Linked DNA regions of Mus musculus: regions 1, 2 and 3 are each linked to region 4. Evidence: chromatin contacts called from public Hi-C and promoter capture Hi-C data. All regions are on one chromosome and are shown on one strand. The core of a region is the stretch at or near the end of the contact, and the rest is flanking DNA. Distances in the headings are between cores, read along the strand shown.

Region 1 (3,057 bases), core at 527-3,026, 2.0 Mb after region 4:
CTTCCCTTCCCTTCCCTTCCCTTCCCTTCCCTTCCCTTCCCTTCCCTTCCCTTCCCTTCCTTTCCTTTCCTTTCCTTTCCTTTCCTTTCCTTTCCTCCTTTCTTTTTCTTTTTCTTTTTCTTTTTCTTTTTTCTTTCTTTCTTTCTTTCTTTCTTTCTTTTTTTTCTTTCTTTCTTTTTTTTGAGTCAGGGTCTCTTAATGTAGCCCTGAGTGTTCTGGAACTCACTCTGTAGATCAGGCTGGCCTCAAACTTAACAGAGATCTGTCTGTCTGCCTCCTGAGTGCTGGGATTACAGATGTGTGCCTTCATGCCTGATGAGGTCCTCTGAATTTACTGATTTTTTTTTAATTCCCCGGTCAGAGAAGCTGCAATACAAATTCTGGATGTGTCTCTCCAGAGTGCAGCTCCCTGGGGAGGTGGATCCTCTCTAGCTTCTAAAGTTCTTTGGACCTGACTGCTGAGGTACCTGCTAGAGCAGTGATTCTCAATGAGTGGGTCATAACACCTTTGGCAAACTCCTATATTCACATGACTATTCATAACAGTTGCAAAATTACAGTTGTGAAGTAGCAAGAAAATTATTTTTTAAAGATTTGTTCATTTATTTTATGTATATGAGTACACTGTAGCTGTCTTCAGACATACCAGATCCCATTACAGATGGTTGTGAGCCACCATGTGGTTGCTGAGTACTGAATTCAGGACCTCTGGAAGAGTAGTTGGTTATTTTTTTTTTAAAGATTTATTTATTTATTATATGTAAGTAAACTGCAGCTATCTTCAGACACACCAGAAGAAGGCATCAGATCCCATTATGGATGGTTGTGAGCCACCCTGTGGTTGCTGGGCATTGAACTCGGGACTTTGGAAGAGCAATCAGTGCTCTTAACTGCTGAGCCATCTCTCCAGCCCTGATTTACTTATTTTTTTTTCTTTTTCCATTTTTTTTTTTTTTTGGTTTTGTTTTGTTTTGTTTTTCGAGACAGGGTTTCTCTGTATAGCCCTGGCTGTCCTGGAACTCACTTTGTAGACCAGGCTGGCCTCGAACTCAGAAATCCGCCTGCCTTAAAGGCGTGCTCCACCACGCCTGGCTTCCAATTTTTTGTTAGGTATTTTCTTCATTTACATTTCAAATGCTATCCCGAAAGTCTCCTATACCCTCCCCCCAGATTTACTTATTTTTAAGAAGAGCAAATAAAGACTGAGGCTGTCTTTTTTTTTTTTTTTTTTTTTTTTAATTAATTATATGTAAGTACACTGTAGCTGTCTTCAGACACACCTGAAGAGGGCATCAGATCTCATTACGGGTGGTTGTGAGCCACCATGTGGTTGCTGGGATTTGAACTTCAGACCTTCGGAAGAGCAGTTGGGTGCTCTTACCCACTGAACCATCTCACCAGCCCCTGAGGCTGTCTTTTAATGTCATTTAATGCATATGAGTACACTGTAGCTGTCTTCGGACACACCAGAAGAGGGCATTAGATCCCATTTTTGTTGCTACTTCATAACTGTAATTTTGATACTCTTATGATTCTAAAATGAGTTCCTGAAGCGGACCTTCTTCATAGCTTAAGTTGTTGGGGTTGCGTGTTTGTGGCTAGGCGAGCAGGACCCAACTACTAGAGAGAGATGATTTTTCCAGGCCAAAATCCAGGCAGGTAGCCAGCAATGTCCGGCGCTTTTAGAGGCTGGGGAGAATTAGCAGCTGGGCGGGTCGAGCTGATGGGAGGGGCGGGGCGAGCTGATGGACAAGGCGAAGTGTTGCCGGGGAAGTTAGTAGGACAAGGCGGAACCTAAGGGTGCTTCCTGGCTGTCGCCTAATTATGGCGGCCGTTTGTTCTGGCAATGCAGTCCCCGTGTGGCTGAGCGAGGACGACCTGAGCTGCATTATCTGCCAAGGGCTACTAGACCAGCCCACCACGCTGCCCTGTGGCCACAGCTTCTGTCTCCGGTGCCTCCATGACCTGTGGGTCTCGAAGCGTGGGGCCGTGGATGGCTGCCCTTGGGCTTGCCCCATATGTCGGAAGGGTCCCTTGACAAAGCCCAAGCTGCACAAGAACCCGCTGCTGCAAGACCTGGTGGACAAGTACCTCCAAGCGGCGCGGGAGGTCGAGGCTGGCTCGGAGCCTGAACCCGCCCCCGCGCCGCGTTCTGCGCCCCAGGTAGGAAGCCTGCACCGGACTTCCAGATCTCTTTTTCTGCCACAAAATTTGCTCAGTCTAATCTGTTTTCTGGAGAACCTTAAAAAGTTTATAGCTGTATAAAGAAATACAAAAGCCCAATGTGGTGGCCCCATGCCTGCAATTCCCCGTTTTGGAGTGGCTTGCCCCACAGGGCCAGAGTTACATAGTAAGATCCCATCACAAACAGTTAAAAATCCAAGTCCCATCCACCCGAGGTGTGGTGCACACTTGTATAGTTTTAGTTTTTCCCAGCCTTCTGTGATGTCTGGAGATTCTTAGTGTGGTAGAATGTATGTGCCACAAAAATTGCCATTTTCCCCCTTAACTCAATTGGCCTATTTGTATATTTATTGAGACAGGGTCTAACTAGACTAGACTAGGATGGCATTGAACCTGGGGTGACTCCCTCGGCTTTCCAAGTCTGGGATTACAGGTGTGGGCCACTTGAACTCAAAACTTTGCCTGCTTCTGCTTTTCAAGAGCTGGGATCAAACACAGGTGCCACGACTGGCCATCTGAACAATTTTTTAGTGTACAGTTCGATGGCATCTCTCTTATTTCCAATACTGTGCTTCTGTCACCGCTGTTGCCAAGGTAATTTCATCAACTTAAAAAAGACCTCTGTACCCACTCACTAAGCAATAACACCTGATTCCTGTCCCTCCAGCCTCTCTGTATCTCATCTCTCATAAGCTTTATGTCTGAGTTTACCTGTTATATTAGGTCAGAAAGCGACGCACTGAGACCACCACTCCCATTCAAAGGCAAGAGTGTTTTTTGTTTGAAGAAAGCAAGAACCCTGCATGCAGGGGCCAGCCACTTATAAAAATGGTGACCCCAGACAAAGGGGCACAAGGCATCCATGGGAAACTA
Region 2 (2,971 bases), core at 331-2,830, 2.7 Mb before region 4:
CCTACAGGAGATGGAACCCTTAGGTTGGATCCACACTCAGCCCAATGAATCCCCCCAGCTATCACCCCAAGATGTCACCACTCATGCCAAAATCATGGCTGACAACCCATCTTGGGATGGGGAGAAGACTATTATCATCACGTGCAGGTTGGTGTGGGCCTCTTGGGTGGAAATATTATAGAGCAGGCATTGCAGGCCAGGACCTGGATTGGTGGCTTGAGCGCTTACCCTGTCCCTGTCCCCCCCACCCCAGCTTCACACCAGGCTCCTGCACACTGACAGCCTACAAGCTGACACCCAGTGGGTATGAGTGGGGCCGGCAGAACACAGACAAAGGCAACAACCCCAAAGGCTACCTACCCTCGCACTACGAGAGGGTTCAGATGCTCCTGTCTGACCGATTCCTCGGCTTCTTCATGGTCCCCGCCCAGTCCTCCTGGAACTACAACTTTATGGGTACGTGGTTGTGTGTGCCTAGGAAGTGTGGGGTAGAGACAGGTGACCAGCATGCTTGGTCATCTTGTCATCTTGAGGTCTGGCTGCCTTGGAAACGGTCCAGGGGCCCAGGCTGGGTGAGGCAGGCAGAACCTTATTAACTTCTGATGTTTCCCCTCCCATTAGGTGTTCGACATGATCCCAACATGAAATACGAGCTGCAGCTGGCAAACCCCAAGGAATTCTACCATGAGGTCCACAGGCCCTCCCACTTCCTCAACTTCGCCCTTCTGCAGGAGGGTGAGGTCTACTCTGCAGACAGAGAGGACCTCTATGCCTAGTTACTTCCTTCTGCTTCAGATCCCCAAAGCCTGGAGCCTCTTGAACGCCCTCCCCAGACAAGCTGCTGACATTCAGCAGTCAGCCCCTTTGCGTTCTGTGCTTGTGTTGTTGATAGATTGTAATCCTGAACAAAATGTAATAAATTTTATAAATAGTGCTTTTGTTTTCTTGCTGTTATGAGGTCAAATTCTGGGCATAGGCGTTTGAGGATTGGGGACTAGCTTGGGCAGTTGACAGCAAGGTACTGGGCCCTGCCTTCAGAGCCTTGAGGCCTTCTCCGCTGGAGGCTTAGAGGCTCCCTAGACTCAGGGAGCTGAGTTGGGGCTGGCTTATTACTTTGAGCATATTTGCTGGTTTCTCTGTAAAAGTACTTGGAGTCTACCTATTTTCAACATCACTTCTTGGACTGTGTGGTCCTCCTATAGCTGTAGTGCCCGGTCTCGTTCATTTTTGTAAACTGTGTGGTTCCTAGTGGGGGAACATACTTAAGTGACTGTCCCTGCAGTCCAGTAGAGGCTGTTTGCTGACCTTCAGTCTTTCACCTCTTGGCAGCCAAGTCCAGGGGTGGAGCCCGGGTCAGGCGCTATGGGGAGGGCTTGCCTGAAGTGACCACTTACAGCTCTAGTCCTCAACTCTTGGATACCTGCCTGGAAGTTGGCCGACCTGTATCCAGTGACCTTGTAGGGCACAGGGAGCCCAGAGCACTCTCCCACTCCAGGGCCTTTTTCCCTATTTGTTCCTCCCGGGTTGCTTCTACCCCGCCCCTTATGGCCCTAAACTTCCTGGGCCGGAACTGTTAAGCTTTTTCCTGCACCAGTTAAGGGTGTGGGTGGCTTTTGACCTTAAGAGAGGAAAAAATGGAGCCCAGGAGGGCAGCGCCCAGGCTACCCAGTCAGGCCTCTTCTTCAGTGGGCGCAGGGTCAGCCGCCGAGCTCGTGTACCATCTAGCGGGGGCTCTGGGCACTGAGCTACAGGGGCTGGCACGCCGCTTCGGACCCGACGCGGCGGCTGGGCTGGTGCCACTAGTCGTGCGGGCGCTGGAGCTCTTGGAAAAGGCCGCCGTGGGGCCGGCTCCGGACTCGGTGAGTCACCGGCTCCTCCTTTTACCCCTGAGAGCCGGCAGGCCTAACCCTGAGACCCCTGGCTCCCCCAGCTGCAGGTGTCCGCACAGCAGGCAGAAGTGGAGCTGCGGCGGCTGCGCGAGGAGAACCAACGCCTCCGCCAGGAGCTAGGCTCCGGGCCGCAGGGTGAGTGAGGGTCCCACCGGAGCAGAGCGAGCTGGGGGCAGCCGGGGCCTGCGTACCCCAGAGATCGGTAGTGCTAAAGACACCCCTTCCTCAGAGGAGCGCGCGCTGCTCCGACAGCTCAAGGAGGTGACAGACAGACAGCGGGATGAGCTTCGGGCACACAACCGAGATCTGCAGCGCCGAAGCCAAGAGACCGAAGCGGTGAGGGCGGGGCCAGGCGGAGTGGGGTGGGGCCGCTACGGCCCTCGGAGCCCCGCCCCTAGCTCTCTCGCTCCACCCCCTAGCTGCAGGAACAGCTACAGCGCCTCCTGCTGATCAACTCTGAGCTGCGGCACAAGCTGGCTGCAGTGCAGACCCAGTTGAGGGCCGCCCAGGACCGGGAGAGGGAGCGCCAGATAGCTCAGGATGGCTCCAGCCAGCTGGCTAAAGAACAGAGCTTGGAACCTGATGCGGCAACCTCAGATGACCCGGTAAGAGACGGAGCGAAGTCAAAATACATCCCAGAGCTCACAGCATTCAGCAGTTGATGACCCAGCCTGGGTTTACCTGGCATGGATGTACCATGCAGTATAGAAGGTACCCAGGAAGTTGGAAGGTAGCAACAGCAGTTGTGTGCTATGTACACCTATGTAGCAGCAACTTTGTCCTCTAAGTTTTCCCAGCAGACACTTCCCATAATATTATTGTGAGCGCTGGGACTTAGGGAAGAGCTAAGACAGACTGCTCTCTGACCATTCCTGACCTTGTACAGGTGGATACTCAGAAGCAGCCAGGGAACCTTCCAGAAGCTGTCCAGTGTGGATTCAGCAGGGAAGAGCTTAAGCAAATCCTTCAGGAGCGGAATGAGCTCAAAGCCAACGTGTTCTTGCTCAAGGAGGAGTTGGCGTACTTCCAGCGGTGAGGGACTGGAAGCCAGGATGCCTGTTCCTGGTCACCCCACCTTATTT
Region 3 (2,993 bases), core at 180-2,679, 2.8 Mb before region 4:
AGACTATTCCAGGGCTGGTGAGATGGCTCAGTGGGTAAGAGCACCCGACTGCTCTTCCGAAGGTCAGGAGTTCAAATCCCAGCAACCACATGGTGGCTCACAACCATCCGTAACAAGATCTGACTCCCTCTTCTGGAGTGTATGAAGACAGCTACAGTGTACTTACATATAATCAATAAATAAATCTTTAAAAAAAAAAAAGACTATTCCAGTGGGGATGGAAAAGTTAAGTGTGGAGTTAAAATATACTTCAACTGGTGATGGACTAGGTGTCCAGAGTCGGGCAAAAGGATGCTCTGTGGTAGAGGTGCCTGCTGTGTAAGCCCAGCTACCTGAGCTCAATCCACAGAATCCACAGCGGAGTGGGAAGAGAAACAACGTCCCAGAGTTGTCCTCTGGCATCCGACGCACATTCGCCATCCCCAAGATGTCATACATATGTGTACATACTACACACTGGCGCACGCGCACACACACTCTTTTTTAAAATTCAGACTTAGAGGGACATAAAGGATTTGCTCTGATATATGTTCAATTGAAAATGACTTTGAAGATAGAGGGCAGATCGAAGGAAGCTCAGCAGGAAAGAATTAATAACATGCAGGTGAAGGGCTATAAACTAGTCTGCAGAGGGCCTTGGCTCGACAAAAAAATCTATGGGGTTTGCCGGTAAAATAAGGAAAAAGTTGTCAACATGAAACACAGAACACTAGCAAGAGAGGAGTGTTAGCAGAAAGAAGCCAACAAGCTCAAACAATTAGGTCGGCTGAAAAATTTTAAAATGTCTTCTGATTTGGCTACTGGGAAGCCACTGGTGACTTCGGTCAGCGTTTTCTCTCTCGTGACCAGAGAGATGTCTAGTAGCAATAATGAGTTAGGAGGATGTAAAAGAAGTAAAACAGCCGAAAACAAGTCCAAAAAGTTTGGGGTGATGGAGAAAGGGAGGAAACAGAGGCCGCCGAAGATAGACAGCGGCATGTTTATTTGTCTTGTTTTCTTAGATGTAAACAAACTAAAAAAACTCGTGAGTTCTTCTGCCAGTACCGGGTTGCCTCCAGCATCCTCTGATGGTCTTAGAGACCCCGGGATGCTCCCCCGCGGCCGTATAATTTCCTCCCTGACGCTCTCCCGATCGACAGCGGCTCCCTCCCCGGGTCCTCTTTGCACCGCTCCAAGGCCGCGCTGCTAGGGCCATCGAGCCCGCTCAGGGTCGTCTCCTTACCTCGATGGCCCCCTCGCTCAGGTGTCCCACCATGGCTGCACCGCTAACTCCCGCGCTCGCGCTCTTGCACCGCCTGAGCTTCTCTGCCGGGGTCCCGCGGGCTGCTCAACGATTGGCTAGAGCAACTGTGCGTGCCGATCCGCCCCCAGCGTGAGCGCGGTGCGAGGGGCGGGCCTAGACGCCGATAGCCACCGCATTGGCTACCGCGCGGCAGGCAGAGCACGTGACTCTTCCGAGGCCGGGTTCGAGGCCTAGTGGCGGGATGGCGGGACGTGAGGGCGGGGCGCTGGGTCGCAGTGCGCCTGTGTCAGCGCGGTGCTACTGAGTTGTTCCCCCGCCAGCTGTCGGAACTTTGCCCGCCCAGTCCTTTGGCGGACAGACAGAATGGCAACCCAGGGAACAGTCGGAGCTCTCCCCTGGTAACTGCTGCTAAATATAGTCAAAGCAGTGACCTGGGTACTTCTTCACGCAGTGCGTGCCCGGCGCCGGTGCCAGGCCCAGAGCTTGGCACTGTGGGATAAACAAGGTAAATCAGACTCAGTCTCCGCCCTCTTGAGTTCCACCTGAGAGTTGTGGCCGCAAGGAACCCAGCCTCAAGGATGGTAGACGCGATATGGGCCACACATGTGGAGCTCCAGAGTGGGGGTCAAAAATCAATCAGGCTTTCGAGAGGCGATGCGGTTTGAACTGAGTTAAAGTGTGTGTAGAAATTTGTCAGGTGGATTCCAGTGAGGATAGTGATGTTCCTAAAAGCCCAAATGGCCTATGCAAAAGTATTGGAGAGCCTGGCGTGCTGGCTGGCTCTGATCTGTTTGTAATCCCAGCCTTTGGGATGTAGAAGCAGCAAAAGTTCAAGGTCACCCTTAACACCGTTGAGTTCGAGGTCAACCTGAACTAAATGAGACCCTGAAAAATCAAAATTTGGGACCCAGGCGTGGTGGCATTCGAGGTAAAAGCAGGCAGATCTCTGAGTTCGAAGCCAGCCAGGCTAACATAAGATCCGGTCTCAAAAAAAAAAAGTAATAAAAATAAAAAGGGAGAGAGGCTATATGAACTGAAAGAAAGACCTGGAGATCAAAACAGAAAACTGAGCCGTCTAAGAAATGAAAATATTTAACTTCATAGTTGCTGGAGTAAGAAGTCTGGAAAACTTTGGGCAACTAAGGTAAACAGGTCTAGAAAGACTGGAATAGTAGCCATCTACTGGTATTTTGATCTCTGTTTGTACAACCACAACCTACTATAGTTTCTCAAACAGTTCCAAAGAATATGTCTGGGTGAATTGGTACCACACCACAGATTAACTCTCCTTCAGCATATCAACAGCTATAGAAAACCCCAGAAGAAATGATTTTGGTTGCGTGTCACTTGGTAGGATGAAATCTCGATTTTCTAGAACTATGCATTAATAGAAAGCTGAATCTTCATGTTCTGACTTTACAGAGCTGCGGCAGCATGGATCTACCGGTGGATGAATGGAAGTCCTACCTACTTAAGAAGTGGGCTTCACTCCCGAAGTCTGTGCAGGACACAATTTCTACAGCAGAGACTTTGAGCGACATCTTCCTTCCTTCTTCTTCCCTTCTTCAGTAAGTGAATGGAAACTTCAGGGAAATTTTGGTCTGGAAAATGTTCTGCCTTGTCATTTGGTCTGAATATCTCTTTTTTATAGGAGAGAGTAGCTTTATATTTTTTATAGTATGGGGCATTTAGCAGTTACTGTTGGTTTTCACGTTTCTCCCTAGTCTGTGATTATAGAATGGGTAGGCAT
Region 4 (2,969 bases), core at 387-2,886:
TGAGGCAGGGGCTCACAATACAGCACAAGCTAGCCTGAAATCCAAGAGCCACACTCACTCACACCCGCCCCTCTGATCTGAGACATGAACCCCAAGATGACCTTGGACTTGAGATTCTCTAGCCTCCACCACCCAGCATTACAGAATAACCACCAAGCATGGTGAAAACAATGCAACTCTAAAATTGGCCTTGAGCTATCAGGAAACAACTTTTTCTTAAGATTCTGAAAAGCCAAGTTTTTACTTATGCAACTGCCAAGTAATGACTCAAAAATTCTAGGTACAAATAGGCAATGAATTGTGTCTGGTGAGTACTTCCCCCATAGACAAAACACTTTTCAGTAAGCATTCTCTCAAACTTCCTTTGAGTAGCGTCAGAATTTGATCAATTAAGTGTCTTTCAGGCTGGAGAGATGGCTCATCTGTTGAGAACACTGACTGTTCTTCCAGAGGTCCTGAGTTCAATTCCCAGCAACCACACGGTGGCTCACAAATGTCTGTAGTGGGATCCGATGCCCCCTTCTAGTGAGTGTATCTGAAGACTGCTGCAGTGTACTCATGTAAATAAAAAAACAAATAAATCTTAAAAAAAAAAGTGTGTTTCATAACACTATTCGAAGGCCATCACTCCCCAATTGGACATCTTAATCAACACTCTCCTGTGTTCCAACAAGTCCCCTATCACTTGGAACCAAGATAAGCAACATCTCTTTGAAGTCAACTTTCAAACACTGACTAAATAACCTCACACTTCCACCGCACCAGCTCCTTCAACAATTGTGTTTTATAAGGGAAGCTACGTTAAGAACTCCTAATGCCCTACTACATGCTACTGGGTCCAGGGTCCCTACTGACTTGTTTCTCCTGGGCGCACTCTTCCGAGGATATTTTGGCTGCCTCCGGAGCCGCAGGGTCTTGGGCCGCCGGAAGGTGGGTGACGTTCGGATCTTCTTCTTTTTGTGGCTGTGGACGCCTTTCAGCACCGCCTTCTTAGCTTTCAAGGCCTTCGCTTTGGCTTCGGCTTTGGGAGGGGCAGGAGCTGGGAGAGGACAATTAAAATTAAGTGTGGCATTCGTAAAGTGACCCCTTCCGGCCGTCCTGCCAGCATGTGCATCAGTGGTTCCTTTGAAGACATCACAGGTCTCAGGAGACTTCAGATTTTTTCCATCATATGCACGATACCACAGGCAAAGATAATTAACCCGTTGTACCATCACGTGGGTGCGTATAACCCCATTTAACGTGGGGAAAGGGCGAATAAGGACTACTTTTAATCCCTTATAGGTCTGGAGACCCGGAGCGCCACCCTGTGGATGTTAAGGAGCTTCCCAAAGTCAAATGCTTGGCCATCAGTGGCGGCCGCTGCCGGCCCGGTGGCTTTGCCAATCCCCTGCACTGGAACCAGCCCATGCGGCTTGGCCCACGCGGTCCTCATACCCCGCAGCGGGGCCTAGTCGCGACAGTAGCCACAGAACAAGCCCCCCATGGCTTAGCCGGGCATTCTTCTTCCCCGCGAGTTCGCTCTGCGGGTATCCAAGACCGACCTGACAGATTCCCATACCGCAACATACCTTCCTTCTTCGCTTTCGGCGCCATCTTGGCTGAAAAGGATGGCCCAGCCCAATTCCCATGAGCTTATAGAATGGAGGCTCATAAAAGTCTCGCGATAGCTTATATATAGCACTGATTGGATGAACTGTAATATGAGGCTTCTTGGGAATTGTAGTTCCATTTAATTCCCTAGAGTGGGAGACCAAGCATGCGCCACCTTTCCCTTTGAAAGGGCTTCTTGGGAAATGTGGCGTTTTTTGGTTTGGTTTAGTTTGGTTTTCCGACACAGGGTTTCTCTGGGGGAATTGTAGGTTTTGGCTTTTTGTTTTTGTTTTTTTCTAAAGATTTATTTACTTTATGTATATGAGTACACTGTAGCTGTACAGATGGTTGAGTCTTCATGTGATTGTCAGGAATTAATTTTTTTGTTGTTTGTTTTCTTGTTTTTCGAGACAAGGTTTTTCTGTGTAGATTGGCTGTCTTGGAACTCACTCTGTAAACCAGGCTGACCTCAAACTCAAATCTGCCTGCCTCTGCCTCTGCCTGCGGAGTGCTGGGGTTAAAGGCGTGCGCCACCACTGCCCAGCATGAATTGAATTTTTGGGAACTCTGCTCACTCCAGTCGGCCCCGTTTGCTCTCTGGTCCAAAGATTTATTTTATTTATTATTATACTTAAGTACACTGTAGCTGTCTTCATTTGTTCCAGAAGAAGGTGCCAGGTCTCATTACCGGTGAGCTATCATGTGATTGCTGGGATTTAAACTAATGACCTTCAGAAGATCAGCCAGTGTTCTTACCCTAGGGTCCCTAGGTTTTGGTTTGGTTTTGTTCTGTTCTGTTTTGTTTCGTTTTGAGTTGTTCTTTTCGAGAGAGGGTTTCTCTTTCTCTAGTTCTGGCTGTCCTGGAACTCACTCTGTAGAGGAGGCTGGCTTTGAACTCACCAAGATCTACATACTTCTGACTGCTGAGTGCTTGGATTAAAAGGCCTGTGCCAACACTACGTGGCCTGAGTTGTAGGTTTTTTTTGTTGGTTTGTTTGTTTGTTTTTTGTTTGTTTTTTGAGACAGGGTTTCCCTTTATAGCTCTGACTGTCCTGGAGCTCATTTTGTAGACCAGGCTGGCCTCGAACTCAGAAATCCGCCTGCCTCTGCCTCCCGAGTGCTGGGATTAAAGGCGTGCGCCACCACGTCCGGCTTGAGTTGTAGTTTTTAAAAGAAAAATGTTTATTCCCCTAGGTCTAAAACAGTGGGTGGTTATAGCATCTGGTAGCTGTGTTAAGGTCCTTAAAATTTCAGTTCGTGAGCAATTTCTAGTCTTAGGGAAGAAGTTTGCAGTGTCAGAAGCCTATAACAGTACCAACTGGGAAGAATACAGTTTAAGGGATTAGAAGGACTAGAAGGACGGTCAACACTTAAGA

What was found. Promoter capture Hi-C pulls out the DNA fragments that hold promoters and counts their contacts. Hi-C and Micro-C count contacts between places; a contact is called where the count stands out from the background.
Region 1: a contact with region 4 is called in a Hi-C map of B cells, with 5 read pairs. The contact joins the promoter of Rnf135 here to the promoter of Rpl23a in region 4. A contact is called at or near these places in 1 of 484 Hi-C or Micro-C datasets (B cells) and 1 of 115 datasets of contacts at active chromatin or transcription factors (microglia).
Region 2: a contact with region 4 is called in a promoter capture Hi-C map of liver, with 4 times the contacts expected there. The contact joins the promoter of Rilp here to the promoter of Rpl23a in region 4. A contact is called at or near these places in 1 of 39 promoter capture datasets (liver) and 1 of 9 other capture datasets (adipose tissue).
Region 3: a contact with region 4 is called in a promoter capture Hi-C map of liver, with 2.8 times the contacts expected there. The contact joins the promoter of Smyd4 here to the promoter of Rpl23a in region 4. A contact is called at or near these places in 2 of 39 promoter capture datasets (liver and pre-B cells).

The regions. Positions count from the first base shown.
Region 1 is chr11:80,182,093-80,185,149 of GRCm38.p6, forward strand. Rnf135 (ring finger protein 135) reads left to right here and starts at 1,777. Exons shown (of 5, transcript NM_028019.4): 1 at 1,777-2,163. The coding sequence starts at 1,825.
Region 2 is chr11:75,508,514-75,511,484 of GRCm38.p6, forward strand. It overlaps Rilp (Rab interacting lysosomal protein), which reads left to right and starts at 1,581. Exons shown (of 8, transcript NM_001029938.2): 1 at 1,581-1,859; 2 at 1,931-2,024; 3 at 2,119-2,225; 4 at 2,309-2,494; 5 at 2,776-2,921. The coding sequence starts at 1,635. Prpf8 (pre-mRNA processing factor 8) reads left to right here. Exons shown (of 42, transcript NM_138659.2): 40 at 8-147; 41 at 254-456; 42 at 622-934. The coding sequence ends at 776.
Region 3 is chr11:75,347,004-75,349,996 of GRCm38.p6, forward strand. Smyd4 (SET and MYND domain containing 4) reads left to right here and starts at 1,430. Exons shown (of 11, transcript NM_001102611.1): 1 at 1,430-1,748; 2 at 2,666-2,811. The coding sequence starts at 2,678. It overlaps Rpa1 (replication protein A1), which reads right to left and starts at 1,380. Exons shown (of 17, transcript NM_026653.2): 1 at 1,223-1,380. The coding sequence starts at 1,255.
Region 4 is chr11:78,181,948-78,184,916 of GRCm38.p6, forward strand. Rpl23a (ribosomal protein L23A) reads right to left here and starts at 1,637. Exons shown (of 5, transcript NM_207523.2): 1 at 1,572-1,637; 2 at 856-1,039. The coding sequence starts at 1,596. It overlaps Snord42b (small nucleolar RNA, C/D box 42B), which reads right to left and starts at 1,166; the gene lies at 1,112-1,166.